2 separate regions of the Mus musculus genome follow, and region 1 is linked to region 2. A link is a contact called in public Hi-C data. All regions are on one chromosome and are shown on one strand. The core of a region is the stretch at or near the end of the contact, and the rest is flanking DNA. Distances in the headings are between cores, read along the strand shown. Region 1 overlaps Pgm5 (phosphoglucomutase 5). Region 2 overlaps Pgm5 (phosphoglucomutase 5).

The links. Hi-C and Micro-C count contacts between places; a contact is called where the count stands out from the background.
Region 1: a Hi-C map of myocytes shows a contact between it and region 2, with 2.3 times the contacts expected there. A contact is called at or near these places in 5 of 484 Hi-C or Micro-C datasets (adipose-derived mesenchymal stem cells, embryonic fibroblasts, muscle stem cells and 2 more) and 6 of 130 datasets of targeted methods (the NIH/3T3 cell line, embryonic fibroblasts, heart atrium and 1 more).

The regions. Positions count from the first base shown.
Region 1 is chr19:24,821,170-24,826,439 of GRCm38.p6, reverse strand. It overlaps Pgm5 (phosphoglucomutase 5), which reads left to right. Exons shown (of 11, transcript NM_175013.2): 3 at 2,002-2,148. Among named protein-coding and RNA genes, the nearest start is that of Gm52405, 35 kb to the left of the region's middle.
Region 2 is chr19:24,718,030-24,722,926 of GRCm38.p6, reverse strand. The region is part of intron 9 of Pgm5 (phosphoglucomutase 5); the gene reads left to right. Among named protein-coding and RNA genes, the nearest start is that of Gm38581, 13 kb to the right of the region's middle.

The sequences.
Region 1 (5,270 bases), core at 445-2,944, 100 kb before region 2:
AGTTCACTAAGAACCCATAAGAATTATGAGTCTATATGTGCTCAGTGATGAGGCTCCCGAGTACTTAAAGCAAATCTTAATGAATACAAAGGAAGCAATGGGTATCAGGATAACAATAGTAGGGTACTTCAATATCCCATTTTCATCAATGGGTAGATCAACAAGACAAAGTTCTCATGGGAGTTGAACTTCATTTTATACCAAACAGACCTCACAGGCACGACTAGAACTTACTGTCTCATGACAGCAGGATATGTTCTTTCCCAGGACATGTGGAACATTCTTTAGTTAGACAATAAGATAACAAATTCAAGAATCATATGGACAGTTATTGTCTTCTATTTGCTAGGATGGCTACTATGAAAATAAGTAACATAAATGTTTGAGAGGATAGGGAGAAGGAGAAGCCTAGAATAATTGTCAAGTTATACAAATTGGTATGACCATTAAGGAAACAGTATGGAGGAAAAAAAAAGGAACTTCCATATGAGCAAGCCATCCCTCTTCTGACTCTAAACTCAATGATGCTGGATCACTATAGTGCAAGGAAATCTGCACTCCTATTTTCTTTGTAGCATTACCCACAATAGCTAATGTCTTAGGGTTTTACTGCTGTAAACAGACACCATGACCAAGGCAAGTCTTATAAAGGACAACATTTGATTGGGGATGGCTTACAGGTTCAGAGGTTCAGTCCATTATTATCAAGGTGAGACTATGGCAGTATCCAGACAGGCATGATGCAGGCAGAGCTGAGAGTTCTTCATCTTCTTGAAGACTGCTAGTGGACGACTAACTTCCAGGCAGGTAGAATGAGGGTCTTAAAGCCCATATCCACAGTGACACATCTACTCCTACAAGTTCACACCTTCTAATAGTGCCACTCCCTGGGCTGAGCATATACAAACCATGACAGCTAAGATATAGAAACAACCCAAGTATCTATTAATAGTTGAATAGATGAAGAAGGTAATAGATACACAATGGGATATTACCAGTCTTAGAATGGGATGGACTTTCATTTGTTACAACGTGGATGGACCTGGAGGGCATTCTGTTACATGAAATACTTCTGCACCCACAAGGCAGCTGACAATGTTCTGGTCTGTACCTCTAGTTCCAGGGGGATATGATGCCCTCTTCTGGATGCTGTGACCATTAAAGACATGTGGTGCACAGAAAATGTCAAGGTGAAACATCCATACACATAAAATTAAAGGTAAACTGTACGAACAAATGAAGATTCACCTTGCTCTCTGACTTCAGTTTCTCCACTTAGAGAGGGTGGTAATACTTGTGTTCTTGAGAATTAAGCTCCGTATAACATATCCAATATGTTTTCACACATGTAGGCTCACATGAGGACCCTATAGTCCTGTCTATGACCAAAACCAACTACTGATTTCATGCTTAGCTCATTTAAAGTCATTTAAGTCCAACACTGTTGCCAATCTGACCTCCTGAGGAAACATATCAAGCAGTTTTTAGCTACTTCCCATTTTTAAAAACTAAGTTGTGATGGCGAGTATGAACTGGAAAAAGTAATGAACGTATCTGGGTAGCATCACATATCAATGAGACAACAGTGAGGAGTAGAAATCAGAGTTCTGAGGCACTTGGGGAGCTGTGGTTTGAATCTGGAATCTCCGACTTCTGTCAAGTGCATATCCTGTTTGTGTCTCATATCCTGAACAAAGCTGATTACATAACCGGGTCTCCCCAGCAGGTGCAAAACTATTTTTAGAGTGTATGTATCATTGCTTAGAAGTGGATTAAAACAAACATGTGGGTTGTTCATCTACACTGAACAGGCCGGGCTGATCAAATATCCTCTCCATAGTGAAGAAATACAATGTGGGAGATACATGGTCTAATTGAACTTGTGAATCTTTGTTCATTGTTTAGAGAGTCCCTCTTTGCTAGTGCAGGAGGCCGGTAATGCATCTCTGATAGAAATTATAGAGGCTTTAAAATAAATGCATTTTGGATGTCAAATTTTAGGTCCTGCACCAGATGTTGTCTCAGACAAAATCTACCAGATCAGCAAAACAATTGAGGAATATGCCATATGTCCAGATCTTCGAATTGACCTATCTCGACTGGGAAGACAAGAATTTGACCTGGAGAACAAGTTCAAACCATTCAGAGGTAACAGATATCTTGAAAAAGTCAGAAAATTTTCCTGTGTGGGGCAACTTTCCAAGAGGGATGCATATGGTAGATTCTAGGTGTCCATGGATGTGTGGCGGGTCCTGGTTGGTGATCAGTGGTTTCTTCAGGGAAGGATACTCATGAAAACGACTGAATTAGTCATCTGAAGAGTGGCGCTGTATGAATAGTTGGAAAGTATATGCAGTGCAGAAAGAAACTGGAGAAACCTCTGAATTAGATATGGACACTTTCAAAAGCCACTCTCCAAACTGTATCATTCTCAACATAGGATAAGGTTTGTAGCATCATAGCATACACAGAGTAGACTGTGGACCACCAAAACTTGCTTTTCAATAATTTCTAAGTAATTAAGGCAAAGATGTGGGTCAAGAGAGCAATGGGTTGTTAAATTTCCCATGGGAGGTAGGAGTTTCTTTGACAGGCTAGAGCCATCCAGTTCTGCTTCATACACCATGCTTGATCACCTGCCCTATGCCAAGTACAGTCTCCAGAGATTTCACAAAGGAACTCAGTAACTCCCAAGTATTTTTTTAAAGGCAAAGTGTTCAAGAATTAAACAAACAGTCTGGCATACAATGTAACCACAGGACTCGGGAGACTGAGGAAGCAGGGTCATAAGTTGGAAACTAGCCAGAGCCCCACAGAGAGGTGTTGTCCCCCAAAAGGGAAAACAACCAGAATGAGTTTGACAAATGTTACATGTTTGAGTGGATAAACTATAGAAGAACTAAGAACAGAATTTATTATTTTACAGATTCAGTTTGAATACTATACTAATATTCATACTATGAATATGCATCTCATTTCATTTTATTCAATTAAAATTATACAGAAGGCATATAGTTAGCAATAGAGCTACCTTCTTTTATTCTTTCAGTCCCTCTACAAGATTGGGCACAGTTTGTGTTCCAGTGGTGTCCTCATTTTTACAAGTAATTCACCTAGATGAAAAAGATGAACTATCATAGGCACATGGTTTTTAAAAATATAGTAGTTTTATTAATTCTTTAAGAAATTTATATATTTACACAATGTACTTTGATCCTATTCACTGCCCCAACTCCTACTCATAATTTCTCCTGGATTCACCTTCACAACCTGTGCACAAGATTTTTAATGTCAGAGAAGAGCTTAAAATAAACTGTGTGGTGGCAAAAGCACTGGGATACCTATACCATGTCTTTCTTGGAAAGTTTTGAGTTGATTATTTGCTCAGATAGTATCTCCTGAAAGCCTTATCATATCCATTAGAAGCAACAGTGCCCATGTAAACAATAGAGTACCATTATTTGTTCTTCAATATTGTCATACATGTAAACAATGTATCTTCATCATGTAAACAATATATCTTGATCATATCACTTCCTAACTCTCCCACAGGCTCCACTCTTAACATGTCTTCCTTTCATATTCATGTTCTCTCTCTCTCTCTCTCTCTTGCTGTTTTTGTTTATTTTTAAACCACTGAATCTGATTAGTGCTTCCCTGTTGGAACATTGGTTGATCTTATTTGCTCGATATGGTGCAGGTAACCATACTTGCAGTGAGTTCCTAAACACAATGGCAATGCCATATGTAGAAGACAGGACTTAATACCACACTGTTCTCTGTCCTCCACCTCTTACATTCTCTTTTTTTTTCATTCTTTTTTTTTTTGCATTTTCTTCTTTATTAGATATTTTCTTTATTTACATTTCAAATTTTATCCCCTTCCCCCATTTTCCCTCTGAACCTCCCCTATTCCATCCCCCCTGCTCTGCTCACTAACCCATCCATTCCCACTCCGCTGTCCTGGGATCCCCCTACACTGGGGCATCGAGCCTTCACAAGACTAAGGGCCTCTCCTCCTATTGATGTCTCATAAGTCCATCCTCTGCTACTTATGTGGCTGGAGCCATGAGTCCCTCCTTGTGTACTCTTTGGTTGGTGGTTTAGTCCCAGGGAGCTCTGGGAGTACTGGATAGTTCATATTGCTGTTCCTCCTATGGGGCTGCAAACCCCTTCAGCTCCTTGGGTCCTTTCTCTAGCTCCTTCATTGGGGACCCTGTGCTCAGTTCAGTGGTAGGCTGAGAGCATCTACCTCTGTATTTGTCAGGTACTGGCAGAGCCTCTCAGGAGACAGCTATATCAGTATCCTGTCAGCAAGCACTTGTTGGCATCCACAATAGTGTCTGGGTTTGGTAACTGTATATGAGATGGATCCCCAGGTGGGACAGTTACTGGATGGCCTTTCTTTCAGTTTCTGCTCCAAACTTTGTCTCTGTATCTCCTCCTGTGGGTATTTTGATCCCCCTTCTAAGAAGGACAAAATTATCCACACTGCTGTCTACCTTCTTCTTGAGCTTCATTTGGTATGTAAATTGTATCTTGGTTATTCTGAACTTCTGGGCTAATATCCACTTATCAGTGAGTGCATACCATGTGTGTTCTTTTGTGACTGGGTTACCTCACTCAGAATGATATTTTCTAGTTCCACCCATTTGCCTAAGAATTTAATAAATTCATTGTTTTTAATAGTTGAGTAGAACTCCATTGTGTAAATGTATCACATTTTCTGTATCCATTCCTCTGTTGAGGGAAATCTGGGTTCTTTCCAGCTTCTGGCTAATATAAATAAGGCTGCTATGAACTGCTATGAACTGTAGCTGACTTCAGATGCACCAGAAGAGGGTGTCAGATCTCATTATAGGTGATTGCGAGCCACCATGTGGTTGCTGAGATTTGAACTCAGGACCTTGGGAAGAGCAGTCAGTGCTCTTATCTGCTGAGCCATCTCACCAGCCCAATAATACCTTTAATGTAGGCTTAAGGATTTCAGCTTCAAAGCAATATGACATTGAAAAAATATATAATATTTAAAAACTTAATTATAGGGGTCTGGAAAGATGGTTTAGTATTTGTGAGAGAGTACCAAGTTTGTATTCCAGCACCCAGGCAGCTCATATCCAGTCACAATTCCAACTTCAGGGGATCTAATACCTCTGACATTTGCAGGTAGCTGGACTCATGTGCACATACCCAAATATGTGTACACATACATAAATACACACACACACACACACACACACACACACACACACACACACACAGAGAGAGAG
Region 2 (4,897 bases), core at 1,012-3,511:
TTCCAGGTTATAGCATATTATAGCAGAGCTAGCAGAGAAGTCACCGCCATGGAAGCTTGAGGGAGCTGGCCACATCCCATTAATATCAGGAGGTAAGGGCAAAGAGTACATGTGTACTAGTGCTCTCCTTGCCATCTCTGCTCTTACCCAATGCAGAATCCTCTGCCCAGAAAAATGACATCATCCACACGGGTGCCTCTTCCCATCTCAAGGTATGTAATTACGATAACGTCCATAGGCATACCCATAGAACAGCTAATCTAGACATCCCTCATTCTTTCTACATGATCCTAGGTTGCATGAAACTGGTAATTAACTATCATGGCATTCAAGGTCAAGTGTTTCATTGTGGTATTTTTCAGGCAAATATATCAGATTTTCTTCTTACTCATCTCCCACTTCTACCCCGCTCACCCCGTTGCTCTCCCCTCTCTTTTCCCAGTCTTTCCTTCTGTGTTCCTGTCACATACATTCAGTTATTCTCTCCTGTTCCCCCCTTCCCTTAGACTTCTTCTTCCCCTCTCTTAGATCTCTTTCTACCCACCCCCCCAATTTAAATCTAGGCTTCGCCTATGAGAAGAAACATGGGAAATTTGTCTGCATCTGGCTTATTTCACATAACATAATGATCTCCAGTTCCATCCATTTTCCTACAGATGTAATAATCTCCTTTTTCTTCATAGTTGAATGAAACTTCAATGTGTACATATACCACATTTTCTTTATCCATTCATCTATTAATGGACATCTAGGCTGGTTTCATTTCTGGCCTGATATGTGTAGTAAAGCAATAAATATAGATGTAACTGTTTCTTTGGGGTATAATGACTTATAATCCTTTATACCTAGGATACCAAAAATTACCAAACTGTAGTTATGCTTTTAGCTTTAATTTCCATAGTGGATGTTCCAGTTTCTACCCTTACCAGCAATGGATAAGGAATCCCTTGTCTCTACATTCTCACCAAAATCAATAAACAATATTTTTTCAAATAAAGTTTTACTCTATAGCTTAATTTGGCCTGGAACTTGGTATATATCCTAGGCTGGCCTCGAACTTACCAACTGCCTATCTTTCTGCCCTCCTCTTTTTTTTAAAAAAAAGTATTTCTTTGTGAGAATTTCACACTTGAGGACTGTATTTACATCATTTCCCTACTCTCTTCCCTCTGCAACTCTTCCCATGTTTCCCCACTCCCTCACAAACTCACGACCTCTTCTTCTTTATTTCTTATTGTCACATGCATGTATGTGTATAATAATAAACATGGTGAGTCCATTTAGTTTTGCTCATATTCACATTATTCGGGGCTGGCAACTTGGAGATGGGTAACCCATCTCAGGGGCTGATCCCTGGAGAAGACAGACTCTTCTTTTAGTAGCTATCAACCAACTGTAGCTCTTCATCCAAAAGTGGGACCTTCTAAGATTTTCCCCATCTATTTTGGGATGTTGGCTGGTATTGTCGTTATATAGGTCTAGTCTAGGTGACCACATTGTTAAGATTTCATGGGTACAACTCCTTGTGACATACAGAAGACTCATGTTGATCCTACGACACCCTTTTCATGATGTTTCCTTAGCCTTAGGTGGAGGGACTGTGCTATAAATGTATCAGTTGGGAATGGGCATGCCAAAATCTGTTGTTCTCTTCATTGTAAGCTGGTTGTGGATTTCCATAATGGTTTCTGTCTATTGCAAAGACAAGTGTTTTTGATGCAAGATGAAAGCCACACTTACTTGTGGGTATAAGTCTAAGTATTTAAATGCAGTTGGGAATTATACTGGTTTAGGAATGTGGCAGTCATAGGTTCTCCGCTAAGGTCCATGACCTCACCAGCCAGAGTTAGTTGGTTAAGTTTATGGTGCCATTTTCTCATATTGAGTGAGCCTTAAATCCAACGAGGTGATCTTCCACCGTCTTTATGAATTATCTTACTTGTTCTCCCTATGATATCCATCTGAGAAAATGGGAATAATAGATGGCTACCACGTGAAATCAGTAGGAAAATCAAACATTACCTGTAAATTCCTGGCACCAAAAAAGGACTCTAGTAAGTGATTAACTTAACTTACTCAAGCAACCTTGAGAGCACTGGGGATGTAACAGAGGGTGAACATCTTACTACCTTGACCCCCAACACTGTAACAAATGAAACAAAAAGAACAGAGCTGAGCTTTGATGAGTCACATATAACAAGAAAAGCAAAGAGAAAATATACTTGCCAGGGTGTCATGTGAAGATCTGAAAGGGCCTCTGGTTTCTGAGTCATCTCTCAGTGATTCAACTCACATTACCCTCTCCTCCATCATCCCCCTCCACTCCCCACCAACACATACATTCTGGTTCAGGAAGGGAAAGGTTCTTTAAGGCAGCTTAGACTCCCTCTTTGACCTTAATTTGAGGTCAGAGTCAGAAAACAGATAATGGAAAAAAAAAAAGTCATTCTACATGCCAACCAAATTGACCCTAAAATCCTGTTGTGGTGATAAATCCCTGGCCTGCTCAATGGCCTTGGAAATGTTCAGGGAAATCTGTCCTGCCTGAGACCCTGAAAAAGTTGGAGGCAAGAAGGAAGCCCTAAGGCACTCCACCCCAACTTGAATTCTCAGGGACTCCTTTGTCCTGATTATGGCTTTCTAGCCTTCATGGGATTTACTATGACTGTTTTAGGCTTCTGGGTGAACTAAGGATCTACTGCCTTTAGAAATAGCAACTTAATAAGGCTTGGTACCACTACCATCATTTCATATCCAGGGCTAGGCGCTGTGTCCCTTTTACCACCAACATCCCAAGGGACATTTTAGTGCCGAGACAGTCTCCTATCACTGAGTTGTCCTGTCTGTTTGTAGCCTTGGTCCTGTCTTTTCAGTTCCCATAGCTAGGAGACTCTTCCAATCCTAACAGTAGGAAAATTTCAGTCTTGGTTCTGTGAAGGAAGGGCAGCTGGGAAAAGTGGCCAGACACTGAGAGCTGACAGATTGCCACCATTATGGTTGAACTTGTAATTACTGTAGAACTTAGAAAACATGATTTTGAGAACTTAGTTGGGCATACATATTCGGAGAACTAATGTAGGGCAGGAATCTAGGAAGCTCTTCAGTGGGAGATGACATTTAAGCCATGCCCAGAAGAGTAGGCAGGAGCTGACCCAGTGAAATCATTGCGTCAAACTCTGAGTCTTTCCTCAATGGAATATAATTATATGGCTGGTTAGCTTTCTTGGCGAGATTGATTAGAGACAGTCTCATGTGGTATTATGATACCTACAATTATAATTTTCTACTTCAACAGTTCTGCAACCCTGTAGTCATGGCAAACGAAAACAACTTGGCTCTCTGCTTTGCTTTGCTAAATATGCCTGTTAGTAGGATGTCTTGAAAACTATTGGAAAAATATTTCCTAGTAGTATCCAGTTTCCCTGGGATTTTCCTATTTGTCCTTTAAGCACTAAACACATAGTCCGTTCTTTATAATTACCTACCTGTTAGCTACTGCTATGAAAAATAGAGTAATGGTATCATAGTTTCTTGTTAGGTGGGAGGCCCTCCTTCTGCTTCTAGAGAGTTCAGTTACAGTGAGTTAACCTCTCCTGGCAAAAGCTGATAGGTTTACGGCTGTCTTCTAAACTATAAAGAGCCTCTAAGTGGTCTTCAATCAGAGGCACCTCATGATGAAACTCTACTGTCTCTATATGATCATGTTAATAAAAGAGGGAAGGTTGCATATTCACACAGGAACTAGGGGAGTAAGTGCTGCTGTGACTAGGGTGTGGGGTGTGGGGTGTGAGGTGTGGGGTGTGGGGTGGTATTTCTGAGCCCATGGTCTCCCAGGCCCAACACCAGTGTGATGTAGAGTAAACAGGGATGGGCAATAATTCCAACCAAGAAATGAGCGAATATACCCAATCTGTTTCCCTTGCCCACATTTTATGGCTATGATTTAATGAGGAAAATCCAATCAGCATCTCATCACTTAAAGTAGCATTTGCTAGATTCGATCTTTGAGAGAGCATCTAAGGGGTCCTTTGGTTTAATTTTCTCCAAACAATTCTTTCATTCTTTCTGTTGGACTCAAAGGGGCCTGTTGATTAAAAAAAAAAAAAAAAAAAAAAAAAACAACTTTTTATGATTCTTTTTGAGTTTCCCTCATGTACCCCAGTCTCACTCATCTCCCTGTCCCTTCATATTAGCTCTTTGCCCTTGAAATCTCCCCCTCAAAACAACACACAACAACAAAGCACAGAAAACATCTCATTGTGGAAGCTGTAGTGTGTCACAGTGTGTCCCACAGTATACCCCTCTGTTCACACATCTTCACTTGCTAATCTTCATTTGCTAATGTTTGTAGCTTGTCACTGCTACTTTATGGGTTCTTCTTTTCCCTACCCTTTATCCCCCTCCCCCAGTTCACTCCCTATCACGAGATGGGAGAGAAAGAAGGCAAGGAGAGAGACAGACAGACAGAGACAGAGAGACAGAGAGACAGAGAATGAGATCTGTGACTCTAATTTCTTTCTTCTTGTTTCTTCATTGACCACAACTGCTAAAAAGAAAAAAAAAAAACCACAACCAACCACCAACCCTGCCTCTTGGGGCACAAGCATTTTATTTTCCTCTGAAAAGTATCCAAAATTCCAAATGTCCCACAACCACAGACACTATCAGCAGTTGGCAAAACCACAGCTCTGCTAGAGCACGAGGCAAATCACAGTCAGCTGCTGTGGAGTAGCCCTGTATCCTACACCTGGGATTAAAACAAAAACATATTCTAATAATACTTCTGTGTTTATTATTTTAAGGGACAAAAATTCCAGAATTCTCACTACAAATGTTTATTGCAATGAGTCACTGGTGTGGTTGGGAAGATCTCTGGCTTCTGTAACACCATCAATAT